Regions from separate parts of the Mus musculus genome. Here all the other regions are linked to region 1. A link is a contact called in public promoter capture Hi-C data. All regions are on one chromosome and are shown on one strand. The core of a region is the stretch at or near the end of the contact, and the rest is flanking DNA. Distances in the headings are between cores, read along the strand shown.

What was found. Promoter capture Hi-C pulls out the DNA fragments that hold promoters and counts their contacts.
Region 2: a promoter capture Hi-C map of liver shows a contact between it and region 1, with 2.7 times the contacts expected there. The contact joins the promoter of 2310033P09Rik here to the promoter of Dhrs7b in region 1. A contact is called at or near these places in 2 of 39 promoter capture datasets (liver and pre-B cells).
Region 3: a promoter capture Hi-C map of embryonic stem cells shows a contact between it and region 1, with 2.3 times the contacts expected there. The contact joins the promoter of Ulk2 here to the promoter of Dhrs7b in region 1.

What each region holds. Positions count from the first base shown.
Region 1 is chr11:60,828,895-60,832,856 of GRCm38.p6, forward strand. It overlaps Dhrs7b (dehydrogenase/reductase (SDR family) member 7B), which reads left to right and starts at 1,737. Exons shown (of 7, transcript NM_145428.2): 1 at 1,737-1,837. The coding sequence starts at 1,818.
Region 2 is chr11:59,206,069-59,210,030 of GRCm38.p6, forward strand. It overlaps 2310033P09Rik (RIKEN cDNA 2310033P09 gene), which reads left to right and starts at 2,293. Exons shown (of 7, transcript NM_024210.2): 1 at 2,293-2,605; 2 at 2,752-2,797; 3 at 2,901-2,983; 4 at 3,060-3,132; 5 at 3,240-3,325; 6 at 3,905-3,962. The coding sequence starts at 2,361. Mrpl55 (mitochondrial ribosomal protein L55) reads left to right here. Exons shown (of 4, transcript NM_001302336.2): 4 at 1-70.
Region 3 is chr11:61,852,799-61,856,760 of GRCm38.p6, forward strand. It overlaps Ulk2 (unc-51 like kinase 2), which reads right to left and starts at 2,294. Exons shown (of 27, transcript NM_013881.4): 1 at 1,689-2,294; 2 at 468-560. The coding sequence starts at 1,778.

The sequences.
Region 1 (3,962 bases), core at 487-2,986:
CTCTAACATTGTGCTATATATTCTAGCCCAAAGCTAGTGCTTTTTGACAGAAACCTGGACTTCTAAGTACCTTAAGAGTCTGAATCCTATTTCCATTTTCCATTTAAGCTGGCTTCCTTGGACAATACTTTGGCAGGATAATCTTATGCCTTTTTGCTATTGGCAGATGGATGTGGAAGTCTGTAAATTCCACTTGTCCTTCACTGACACCTAGAGGAACTCTTTGTTACTATTTGGTACAAATGGAAGTCCAGACTTCTAATAAGTCTCCATTGACACTGGGAGGGGAAAGAGTGTTTAGTTATTGCTCTCTGCATGGCCTCTTTTCACACGTGGGAAGTGGTCTTGTCAGTGAGGGATGGAATTCCGACTCAACTCTCTACTTGGCTTCAGCTTACACAGAGAAGGGTGTGTGTCTGTGTGACTCCTTACACTTAAGTGGGGGTGGAAAGAGGAGGCTAGAGAGAATGGAGGAGAGTATGCCCAAAGTACATTATAAACTTGCATGAAATATCTTTATGCAAGCTCCTCTCATCTACAATAAACAGTCAATAATGAACATACAATAAATTTGCTGAGCAATAGTGGCTCATGCCCTTAATCCCATCACTCAGAAGGCAGAGGCAGGCAGATCTCTGAGGCCAGCCTGGTCTACAGGGTAAATTCCAGGACAACTGGGACTACACAGAGAGACCCTGTCTTGAAAAACTAAGATAATAATTTTTTCTGCAAACTTTGTATCTTTTGAAATAAAATTTATTTCCAGCTATATGTATTACAAATTGTATTGCTTATACACTCTCTTGTGTTGTTGACGTTGTTGTTATAATTATTATCTTGAGACAAGGTCTCTCTCTGTAGTCCTGGGTGTCCTGAAACTCGCGATGTAGACCAGGCTAGTCTTGAACTCACAGCACTTGGAAGGCAGAGGCTGGCAGATCTCTGTGAGTTCGAGGTCAGCCTGGTGTAAAGAACGAGTTCCAAGACAGCCAAGGCTACATAAAGAAAGCACTGGTCTCAAAAACCCAAAAAGAGGCGGGGTGAGGGGGAGAAAGAAAGAAAGAAAAAGAATAAAGAAAGTTCCTAGACTTAGCACTATTAATAGTATTAATATTACATGTAATAGTGACATATATGTATGTATATATATGTATATATGTACACATATGTATTTATGTATATATGTATGTATGTATATAATGTATGTATGTAATATATATATATACATATATATATATATATATATATATATATATATATATATATAATAGTAATACTAGAATAGTACGTTCCTAGTTGTGTTAAATGTGGCTCCTTGTTGGAAGGAAAAGTGACTACTTATGTGTAGGTCTGTTTCTAACCTCCTTAAAAAACAAAAACAAAAACCGAGCCCCCTCTCCCCATCTTTGTAACAACATCACATCGCCGTTTATAATAATCTTGGCAACTGTAGCATTTATTTTTGCTTTTTGAAGCAGTGTCATGCAGCCTAGCCCAAAGGGGACCTTGTATTCCTGAGCTGCCTCCCTTCATTTCTCAAGTACTCGGATAACAGCCATATGCCATCAAACTCAGCTTTGCAGAGCAAGTTCAGTTTTTTCTGAAAACCGATGGAACCCAAACCACTACTTAGAATTTTCCTCCGGAAGATTTACGGTATAGGACTTAAGCAGACTGACGTCATTTAGACCGCAAAGGCTAAACTCTACCTCTGTTGGGCGCATCTTCAGAGCGCATGTGCTTCCCGAGTATTGTGATTGGACGGAACCAAGCTGCATTTCGTCAATTCCGAGGCGGGAGCATGAAGTTGATTGACCATGATCTCTCCGTCCTTTAGGTAAAGGCTAGGGATGTTGCAACCTCTTGGTGAGTGGAAATGAGGACGGTGTCCTGTCTAAAGCGGAGGCGCGGGGTACATCTGCTTTAAGTGACTGAGTGAGGCTGAGCACGTTCTGGGGAGGCTGTGGATCCTGATAGCTTCCGGTTCCCCGCGGCGCCCCACAGTGAAGGAAGCAGGGTTCAGGCACTCCGCCCCGGCACGCTCATCGCGGAGATCACCTGGTCTCTGTGTGTGCGTTTCAGGGTCTGGAGCCTAGAGCGCGCAAGGTCGCGTGTGCATAGCTACTGTGGCATGACCCCAGTGGCACTCCTGCCCGGGGATGGTTAGGAGATCTGGGTTTTCGGAAAGGGCGAGCAAGATTCTGACTTTGGAACATCCATGAGAACAGCTTTCTTAGATTAGACACTTCCAACCCTAACTGTGCCGGTTAGCAGGTGCAACTGTGGGTGGATGCCTTAAACATTCAGCGACCGTTTCTTCAGTTAAAACTTTAGAAATATGGCAGTAGTGAAGAGTAAATAAGTTTTTGCTTGCAAGGGCTTAGCTAGTGGCTACATGTACTCAACACATGGTACTCATACATTACTCTCAGTTCATTAGCCTTTAGTATAGTGATTTGAGAGTTAATACATACGCCTTTCCACACAAACACTTGCACTAGCTCTCAGGTGGGTATTTACTTTTGTTATTTTTCCTTTTTATGCGATATTTTATTAAATGTCTTTACAGGACAACAGCCAGCCTCCAGACACAGCTGCTAAGACCCTGTAGGCACTGACTGGGACATGTTAGTTGGCTCTGGCTTCCCACCTTTTTGTTCTGAGATGGTGGTGGTGGGCAGGATCTCATGTTTGGGATCCAGGATGCTCACATGGTCAAGCAGAGGGTTGAAGGGCTGACCTTAACACTTGGGTGCCAGGGCAGCATGATCTTTAGTGCCCAGCACATCCTGTCTGAGCAATACACAGTGCAGGCAATGTCAATACAGTAACTAAAAGAGTCTCCACTGTGCATATCCACAGCCTTCATTGGCCCTCTGTCCTTAGAGCTTCCCATAACCCACAGCCTTGGAAGCCCTTGGCCCCACTGTAGCTGTCTTTAGATACACCAGAAGAGGGCATCAGATCACATTACGGATGGTTGTGAGCCACCATGTGGTTGCTGGGAATTGAACTCAGGACCTTCGGAAGAGCAGTCAGTGCTCTTAACTAATGAGACATCTCTCCAGCCCCGTACTTACTACTTTTAGTGGAATTGCCTGTAAAGACTTTTCAGTCTTGTAACCCTGTAGGGGTAGTGGAAAGCTTTAGAGAAGTAGCAGGTGGCAAGGGACCCCTTAGTGATAAGGTTTGAATTAGGCATCAAGACCTACTTGTTTTAGAAGTGCAGGAAGGGAAACTAACTGGAGTACCCACCACTATCTGTCTATTGTAGATACCCACTTTCCTCATCACAGCAGAGTATGAAGTCAGTAGTAGTATCTCTACATTTCGGAAGAGTCCTGGAAGCTTAGCTGCAGCAAATTAATGAGGGGAGGCAGGCTTTTAGATACATTCCTCTATGCAAAAGCCATGCTCATCCAGGGAACCAAGATTGCCTTTGAGTTGGTCATTGTAAGAGAAATTATTGAAAGATTGTTACAAGTCCTGTGCACCCGCTTAGTATGGAGGCCCAGGTTCCTCCTCAAACCCTAGTGCCAGGCACTTGGGGGGGATGCTGGTAGTTGCAATTACTCCCCAGGCAGGAGGTCACAAGGTCAGGAGCTGGAGGCCAGACCCAGGTAGACTTACTTTTTTTTGGAAGATACAAAATGTCTATTCACTCTAGCTAGAGAGCAAGTTCATCCAAGTCTAGCTTGGTAAATGGGTGAGTTTATTAAGGTGACTGGGTGAGGAATTACATAGAAGAAACGTAATTCAAAGGCGTCTGCATCCCTGAAATGCCCGTCTCAGAATGGGAGCTACATTATTGGTTTCTGTTCACCTTGCAGGCAGCTCCACCACTGAACAGCCTTCTCTGTCAGCAATCATTTGCTCTCTGACCTCTCCTCAGCATGGTGTTTATTCATACAGCTGTCAGGACCGGCAGGCCTTGTTGAGTCTTGAAAGTTTTACGAACTTTC
Region 2 (3,962 bases), core at 1,043-3,542, 1.6 Mb before region 1:
GTCTAGAACTCAATATGTAAACCAGGCCTGACCTCCTGAGAGCTGGGATTAAAGGTATCTGCCATCATACACAGCTTCAGACCTCTGGGTTTTAAACACTGCTATAAAGCTGGTTGAGAAGTATTTGGACAGTGGACAGGAAGTACCAGCAACTAACAGCTCTACTTGCCTACTATTAGAAACCCCCAAGGTAAACTCCTGGATCACATACACCCTGCACTCATCCTTCTCACCTCCACCCTTAATAGGGCCTTTCCTAAAAGACAACCGGGGGAGAAACACTTCCCTGCCCTTGGGAACCCAGGAGTGTGGCCAGGCAGTGTGTCTTGAACCCCTGGTGTACTCCATTCTGCAGAATAAGTGACTATGTAAACCAAATCTATGAGTAGCTGCCTGAACCTTTGTACTCCTGATGTTGGTATAAAATCCCACTGGCTTCCTCCAGACGAAGGAGCACACAGAATAGCTAACCTCAAAAGCAGGCCTGGGATTATCCAACCCTTCATCGTGTTACTCCATTACTTGACATTCTGGGTGTCACTAGAATAGGTGATTATACAAGGATGCACAGGCCTTAGAACCGTTCTAGACATTTGTCCCGTGACCTCCCAGACCCATAGTCCACCTCCTCCTTAGCGTCACCTAGTATGCATTCTGTGATCTGACCATGCAGCTCGACCTTCCGTGTCCTAAGCATACCTGGCCTGGTTAAAGGTGAAGGCCCAGAAGCTGCTCCCTGGCTTTCTGGAGACCTTTCCTAGGAGACGGCTAGTATGCTCTTCTTTTGCTGTGGCCCACATGACTGACCGATGCTCCCTTATTGTTGCAGATTTTGTTGTTTACTGGAAAAAAACATTTCTAATTGTGTGCCTCAGCCTTAGTACACACCTTTAATCCCAATGAAGGTAAACTTAGTTAGAAAGAAGCACCCATGTTTGAAAGTGATTTCCAGTGACTCAGGGAGATTTGACAGAATAGGATATGCCTATCTCTCATGAGAACAGAGAGGAAAGAAGTGACTTAGGGGAAAGAATAGGAGAGGGCAGTTTACTGGGACCATTGTACAGAGACAGGTTGCAGAGAAAGAACAAACTAGCCAGGTGAAGACAGAACGAGCCAGAAAATGAGCCAGAGATTAGAACATAATACCAAAGGTCGTATGAGGCCAAGCAGAGCAATTCGGGGGAAGCTGGAAGAAGCCAATTTGAATCATTCAGTGTGGAGGAGTCTGAGCCAGAATAGCTGAGTTGACCACCCAGCTAGATAGAGTTCAGAAGAGCATTAAAGGGTGAGCTTATTCAGCAATAGGTCTCAGAGGTTGAAAACATTCTAGGCCAAGATAAGATTGTATGGAGGCTAGAAGCTTCCAGGACAAGGCCTGGGTTAGCAGACAGAGGCGGTAAGCTTCAGAAATGACAATTACATCAGGCAAATAAAGGATACGTTTCCACTTTATTGTGCAGCTCCCCTTGGGACCATCCATTCATCCCGAGTATGATCTTGTTCTGAGGAATCTGTCCCAACTGTGTCCTCTAAAGCCAGGCCATGACCTCAGGGCTCATACCAAGAGCCTCACAAGCTGTGGCAGGTACTCAACGTGTTCAGGATGAAGACATAAAAATGAGGCTGTCTTGGTCTATTTGGGATGCTAGAGAGTTCCAGGATGGGTATTTTTTCAGACTAGGGATGAAACCCAAGACCATCATGTTAAGCAAGTGATCTGTCATTAAGATGTAGCTCAGTTTCTGTTCATTTTGAGGCGCAGCCTCAGTAAATTGCCCAGTAAAGCTTCACCTGCAGAGAACACAGATCGCTCTGGTTTAGGGATGCTTTGGCTTTCATGTCACATACGCATATTCTGTCACCCAGAGCATGGAAGAGTGAATCCATGTTTCTTTGGTGACTTTATCTGTCCCTCTGTTCCGTGAAGGTTTGCCATTATTTAACTTAGTTTCAACAGTGACCCGGGACCTTTGGAGTTAGCATTCTTGGCTTTCCAGAAAGCAAGGGGCCGGCCCCTCCTGGTGTCACTAAGGTTTTGTAGTGTCCCCTTCCACCGAGATTCCTTCACACGAGAGTTATCAGGTGGGATAGCACAGCCGCCTTTTTGAGGAGCTATTGCGCAGGCGCACGTGGCACTAGGATGAAGGATGCGCCAGAGAAGCCCTGAACGCCCTTTAGAAAGAGGATCTTGATTGATAAGGCCCTCGGATACGCAGTGCGCAGGCGCACGGGCACGTTAGCGAGAGCGCAGGCGCGCGCGGGGGCGCGAGAGTGACGTCACGGCGTGCGTCCGGAGTGCTGCGGGAAGTCCGACTAGAGACCGCGGGTACTGAAGGCTGTGCAGTGGCTCCAGCGCCATGTTCGGCTCCAATCGCGGTGGCGTGCGTGGCGGACAAGACCAGTTCAATTGGGAGGACGTGAAGACTGACAAGCAGAGGGAGAACTACTTGGGCAACTCGCTGATGGCGCCAGTAGGCCGCTGGCAGAAGGGCCGCGACCTCACCTGGTACGCGAAGGACCGCGCGCCGTGTACCGGCCCGAGCCGTGAGGAAGAGCTGGCAGCCGTGCGCGAGGCGGAGCGTGAGGCGCTGCTGGCCGCACTGTAAGTGCCTGGTCTGCGGGGCGACCGCAAGCCCCGAGGGCGGGATCTGGGTGGCCCTGGGGCGGGGCTGGATGTGGGCGGGGCACAGGAAAGAAGGGGACCGAGGGGCCAGACCCTTGATGAGCATTCCTGACCTTTGCTCGCAGTGGTTACAAGAACGTGAGGAAACAGCCCACCGGCCTGAGCAAGGAGGTGAGTCTGAGATATGGGTTCGAGGTCCGCGGGGTGGTTGGGGGGGGGTGGGGGGGTCCGTCTGTCTCGGCCTAGAACCTCCTATCTTACCCTGCTTTCGCAGGACTTCGTGGAGATCTGCAAACGGGAAGGAGGAGACCCCGAGGAGAAGGGCGTGGACCGGCTCCTGGGCTTGGGCAGCGCCAGGTTAGGCTAGTTGGGGAGTCCAGGGTAGGCCTGGGCGGTGATTGAGAACTGTCCTCAAATGCTCTGTCCCCTGCAGTGGCTCCGCGGGCCGTGTGGCGCTATCCCGAGAAGACAAAGAGGCTGCCAAACTTGGGCTGTCAGTGTTCACGGTAAACCCTGTCAAGCCCAATGCACAGGATCCTGGGGTTTAGAGGTGTCTGAGATGTGGGGCAGGATTCCCTGGGTGTTCCTCACCACGGCTACTCATGTCATACAGCACCACCGTGTGGACAGCGAAGGCCCAAGCACTGCCCCAACTGCTCCCAGGAAGAAGCCTCGCGCTGAGGACAAGGTCGAACCGGAGTAAGTTGAGTCTGCCTCCCTGTGCATAAAGGGGCAGACTGCCTTAGCTCTCTTAGTTTGACTGAAGTAGGCGGACCTCCATCTCTGGGCTGGAGTCTCAGTAGCTGCCATAGGTGACCCAGCAGGGTGACGCTCAGGACCATGATACTGGCCAGTTTGGTGGGAGGTGCTTGTGGGGTGGGCGGCACACAACTTTCTTTAATCCCAGCATTTGGTAGACAGCAGGCTGATCTCTCAGAGTTCTCACAAGCTGGTACGTGTGTCTGGTTACTTCTACTTTTGTGTCATCTCAACTTTGTACCTAGGTAAAATAGTGAGTTCCAAGCTAGACAAGGCTGCATAATGAGAACTTGTCTCCAAGGAGAGAGGAGGCTCACCAGGTTGGCAGCATTCCAGCACTCATCTTTGTGGCCATGGAGCCTAATAAGCTCATTTATAAATATGAACTCCCGACATGTAGATATTATCAGTGCACAATGGATCCTGTTCTAGTCTGCCTTTCCCTGCTGGGTGAGACTACCCCACAGTCGAGTAGACACGAGTCCTTCAAGCTCGGATCCTTTGTATTGTTTCTTGCAGTGCAGAGAGCCATAAGAAAAGCAAGAAAGAAAAGAAGAAAAAGAAGAAGAAACACAAG
Region 3 (3,962 bases), core at 1,044-3,543, 1.0 Mb after region 1:
CTCGTGTGCATATTTCCACACATGCATAAAAATAAATTTTTCCAGCTTGGCAGTGGTGGTGGTACACACCTTTGATTCCAGGACTCCGGAGACAAAGGTAGGCAGATCTTTGAGTGAGTTCCAGGACAGCCAAGGCTATCTGTGCTTTTCTAGCACTCCAGAGGCAGAGGCTGGCAAATCTCTGAATTTGGGGCCAGCCTGAACTACACAGTGAGTTTCAAGTCAACCAAGGTCACATAGCAAGACAAGACCCTATCTCAAAGTAAACAAACAAATCTTTGAAAATAGCTTCAGAATACTCTGTAACTCAAAACAGCAACAAAAACAAAACACATGCAAAATGAACAGCAACTAAAAATTATCAAACTTTAATCCAACTACCAAACTTCAAAGGATGTTATAACATGCTCTTTTAACTCAGGGTAACTTTTAACTCAGACTGTGATAGGTATTCTAAAATAGCATACCTTTAAGATTTTTATTTCCTTTCCAAGCAGAATTTGTGATTTTGACAAGTTCTTTTTATTAATACTTTTAATAGCCACCTCCCAATCAGTTTTCTAAAAAGGAAAAAAACAGTGTTATGCCTGAAAATTATAACATAGAAACAACTCAATAATAAAAGCTGTAAATTTATTTTTAGCCACTCAATGTATATGTGGTAGTGGGGAAACATGGCAAAGACCTCAAATCTCAAACTAAAAAACTGATTTCATAAACAACACAATACATAGCAATGTCCTACAGCACTAGTCATTAAAAGTTGTAAATACAAAGACCATATAGGATCAGTTGAAAAAAGTTTACAGTCACATAGGAGTTATGGATAAATAAACTTGGGAAGTGATAGAGTTTAATGAAGTTATCCTGGCTGGATTACACTGCTCTTATTTTTTTTCCTTGACTTTTAAGTTATTTCATAATGAATAAGACATAGACGACAGTACCTTTTTAATAGGCACTCTTGAAACAAACAGAATAACCAAAGCTTTTTTTTTTTTTTTTAATTACTTCCAGTCTCAATGTGCCTTCTCAAATTCTTTAGATTCTATAACCTCGTGTGACCTATTTGCGAAACAGTGGCTTGGAAAAAACAAAGAAACAACAAAAAAAAAAACCCAAACAACTGAGGTTTGAACTTGCATCTACGTTGTATTATTAGGTTAGGGTCCAACTACCTTTGTCACTTATTTCCTCTAACTCAAAAAGGGGAGGGATACTACAAAGCTCCCCCAGACACAGAGGAACGTGATAGTCTGAGAAAGCTTCAGACTAACGGGAAACGCGCCCGTTTTCCGCTGGGTGTGCAATTATCCACGGTAAAGGTGACAAGCTCCGGAAAGCCCGGGGCAGGGAGAAGGGACAAAGGTCCACCGACCCATAGTATGGACAAGCACATTACACTGTGCAAACACTGGAGTCCTAGTCGCTTCGGGACCAGTGGCTTCTCTGAGCAGCAAGTCCCCGGGCGCACCTCGGTTACCCAGCACACTGTCAGGGAAGAACATCAGTGGCTCTGCGCCCGTCGGTAGGTGGAGCTCAGCCTAGCGGCTCTGGCCTCCAAAACAAACCCTGCGACAGTGACAGCAAGCACAAAGGCAGGCAGGCCCGGGGAGCCCTGCCCAGCGGCCAGGACCGGGGCGCTGGCTCCCCAGTTTCGCACCAGACAACGGGCCGGCGGCGCTCACCTGGCGGTGCCGCCCCCGGAAGACCACAGCGAAGGCCCCGTGTCCCACGAGGTCCCGCTTGCAGTACTCGAAGTCGCCCACCACCTCCATGGCCGCGCCCCCGGGACATAGAGCGCTAGGGTGGGCAGGCGTGGCGGAGAACCGGGATCAGCACCGCGGGCCCGAGGGCCCCAAGCACGCCCGCGGGCGGCGGGACAGGGGCAGCCACGGCCCCGGGCCCGGATGGACACTCATGCCGAGAGGCCGGAGCGGAAACGGGACGGGCCGCCGCGCGGAGCCGGGGTCAGCGAGGCCTGGGCCCGGTCGCTTCTCATGGCCCGGGCCGCCGTCGGCCGCGGGGCTCTAGCCAAGCGGCCTGGGCACTGCCCGGCCGAGGGCACCGCCGCCGTCACTGGGCGTACCCGGAGCTACCCGCGCGCCTGACAGCGGTGCAGGGCCGGGGCCGCGCCATCCCCGCAGGTGCGGCTGCCTCCGCTTGTTGCGCCCGCGGCGCTGCTGTGTAGCGGCCGCCGCCCTGGAACCCGCACAGCCGCGGTGGCGGCTTCTGCCTGCTTCGCGGGAGCGCCCAACGCACGCGCGCGCGCCGGCCGCTCCGCGCCGACTACCGGCCCTGTGCGACGTCAGCGCGTCTTGTAGGACGATGCGCCCCAGTCCTGCTCCCTCCGCCGAGAAAAGGAGTGCGCACCCCGGGACGCGGCGCCAGGCACCGGGGCGAGTCTGCAGTCACTGGAGCGAGTTGGCGAGCAGGGGTGTGGGGAGGAGGCCGCGGCTGCTTAGGAACGGGCGGCGGGCTCGGCTCCGCTCGGCTCGGCGCCCGCGGCTAGCTAGAGCCCGCCACGCCCTGACCTGAAGCCACCCTCTAAGAGGCGGATCTTGAACTCCGGCCCCGGGAGTCGCTGAGGCGGTGCAGACACTGGAGACAAAAACTCCGGGAGCTGCCTTTCAAATCCAGACCGCAAACTGCTAGACAACCCACCTAAGGGATAGGGTCTGACTGGAACCTGCGCCTTCTGGGGGTCTCTAGACTTCTGAGGGAGGCTCAGAACCTCCTTTCTAAGGAGGCGCTTCATCACACCAGTCAACTACCAGTTTGCCTCGGGCTTTTTTTTTTCCTCGGATTGTTTAGGTGAAAAATGATAGTCAACTTTTGCTCAAGAAAGCATTACAAAGCCATGGTAAACAATATGTGTGACCCCATACCTAAGTGTGTGTTCAGGTTTGGGGATGTTGCTGTCAATTTCATCGCCTGCCCCTGAAACAACTCCTCTCACCTCTCTCACTTCTCTCACCTCTCCCTCTCTGTCTCTGTCTCTCTCTCCTCTCTTCTTCCTCCTCCTCCCCTCCCCCCTCTGATTTTACTTTTATGTGTATGGGTGTTTTGCCTGCATATATGTGCACCACGAGTGCACCTAGTGCCTGCAGAGGCCAGACCAGGGTGTCGATCTGAAACTGCAATTACAGATAGCTATGAGCCACAATGTAGGTACTAGGAATCAAACCTGAGTCCTCTGGAAGACTAGCCAGTGCTCTTAACCACTGAGCCGTATCTCCAGCCAGCCCTCTGGAACTCATCTTGACAAACAGGTAGAAGCCCTAAAAACCTTCAGCTTTGAGACAGGTCAGGAATCTGAAAGCAATGTCTCTAGTCCATTTTCTTTTCCTAAAAAAAGAATACCACAGACTCAGTAAGTCCATTTTCCATTGCTAGAACAAAATGCCCCAGGCTTGGCACCTTATAAAGAAATGAGATTTATGCAGCTCACAGTTTTGGAGGCTGACACCCCAAACAGCAAAGCACCAGCTCTGACAAGGAGCTCATGAAAAAAGGCTTCACAAGGGACTATGGGACAGAAAGAGATCACAGGGCAAAGAAACCAGAGACTGAGAAGGGACCAGTGTTACGACTGTATAACAACTCACTTTTGAAAGAACCCGTATCACAGTCTCTCAATTCAACTTACTTCTTGCCACACGGAGGACCAAGCATCCACCACAGGAAACTTTGAGGAACACATTCAAACCATCCAAACCATAGCAGTAAAGTAAAAATTGTTTTCTTAAGCACAGAAAAATCTTGTCTTGAAATACCAAACAAACAAACAAACAAACAAACACCAAACACTAGAAAACAAAAAGTTTTTAAAAGATGTATTTATTATTATATCTAAGTACACTGTAACTGTCTTCAGACCCACCAGAAGAGGGTGTCAGATCTCATTATGGATGGTTGTAAACCACCATGTGTTTGCTGGGATTTGAACTCAGGACCTCTGG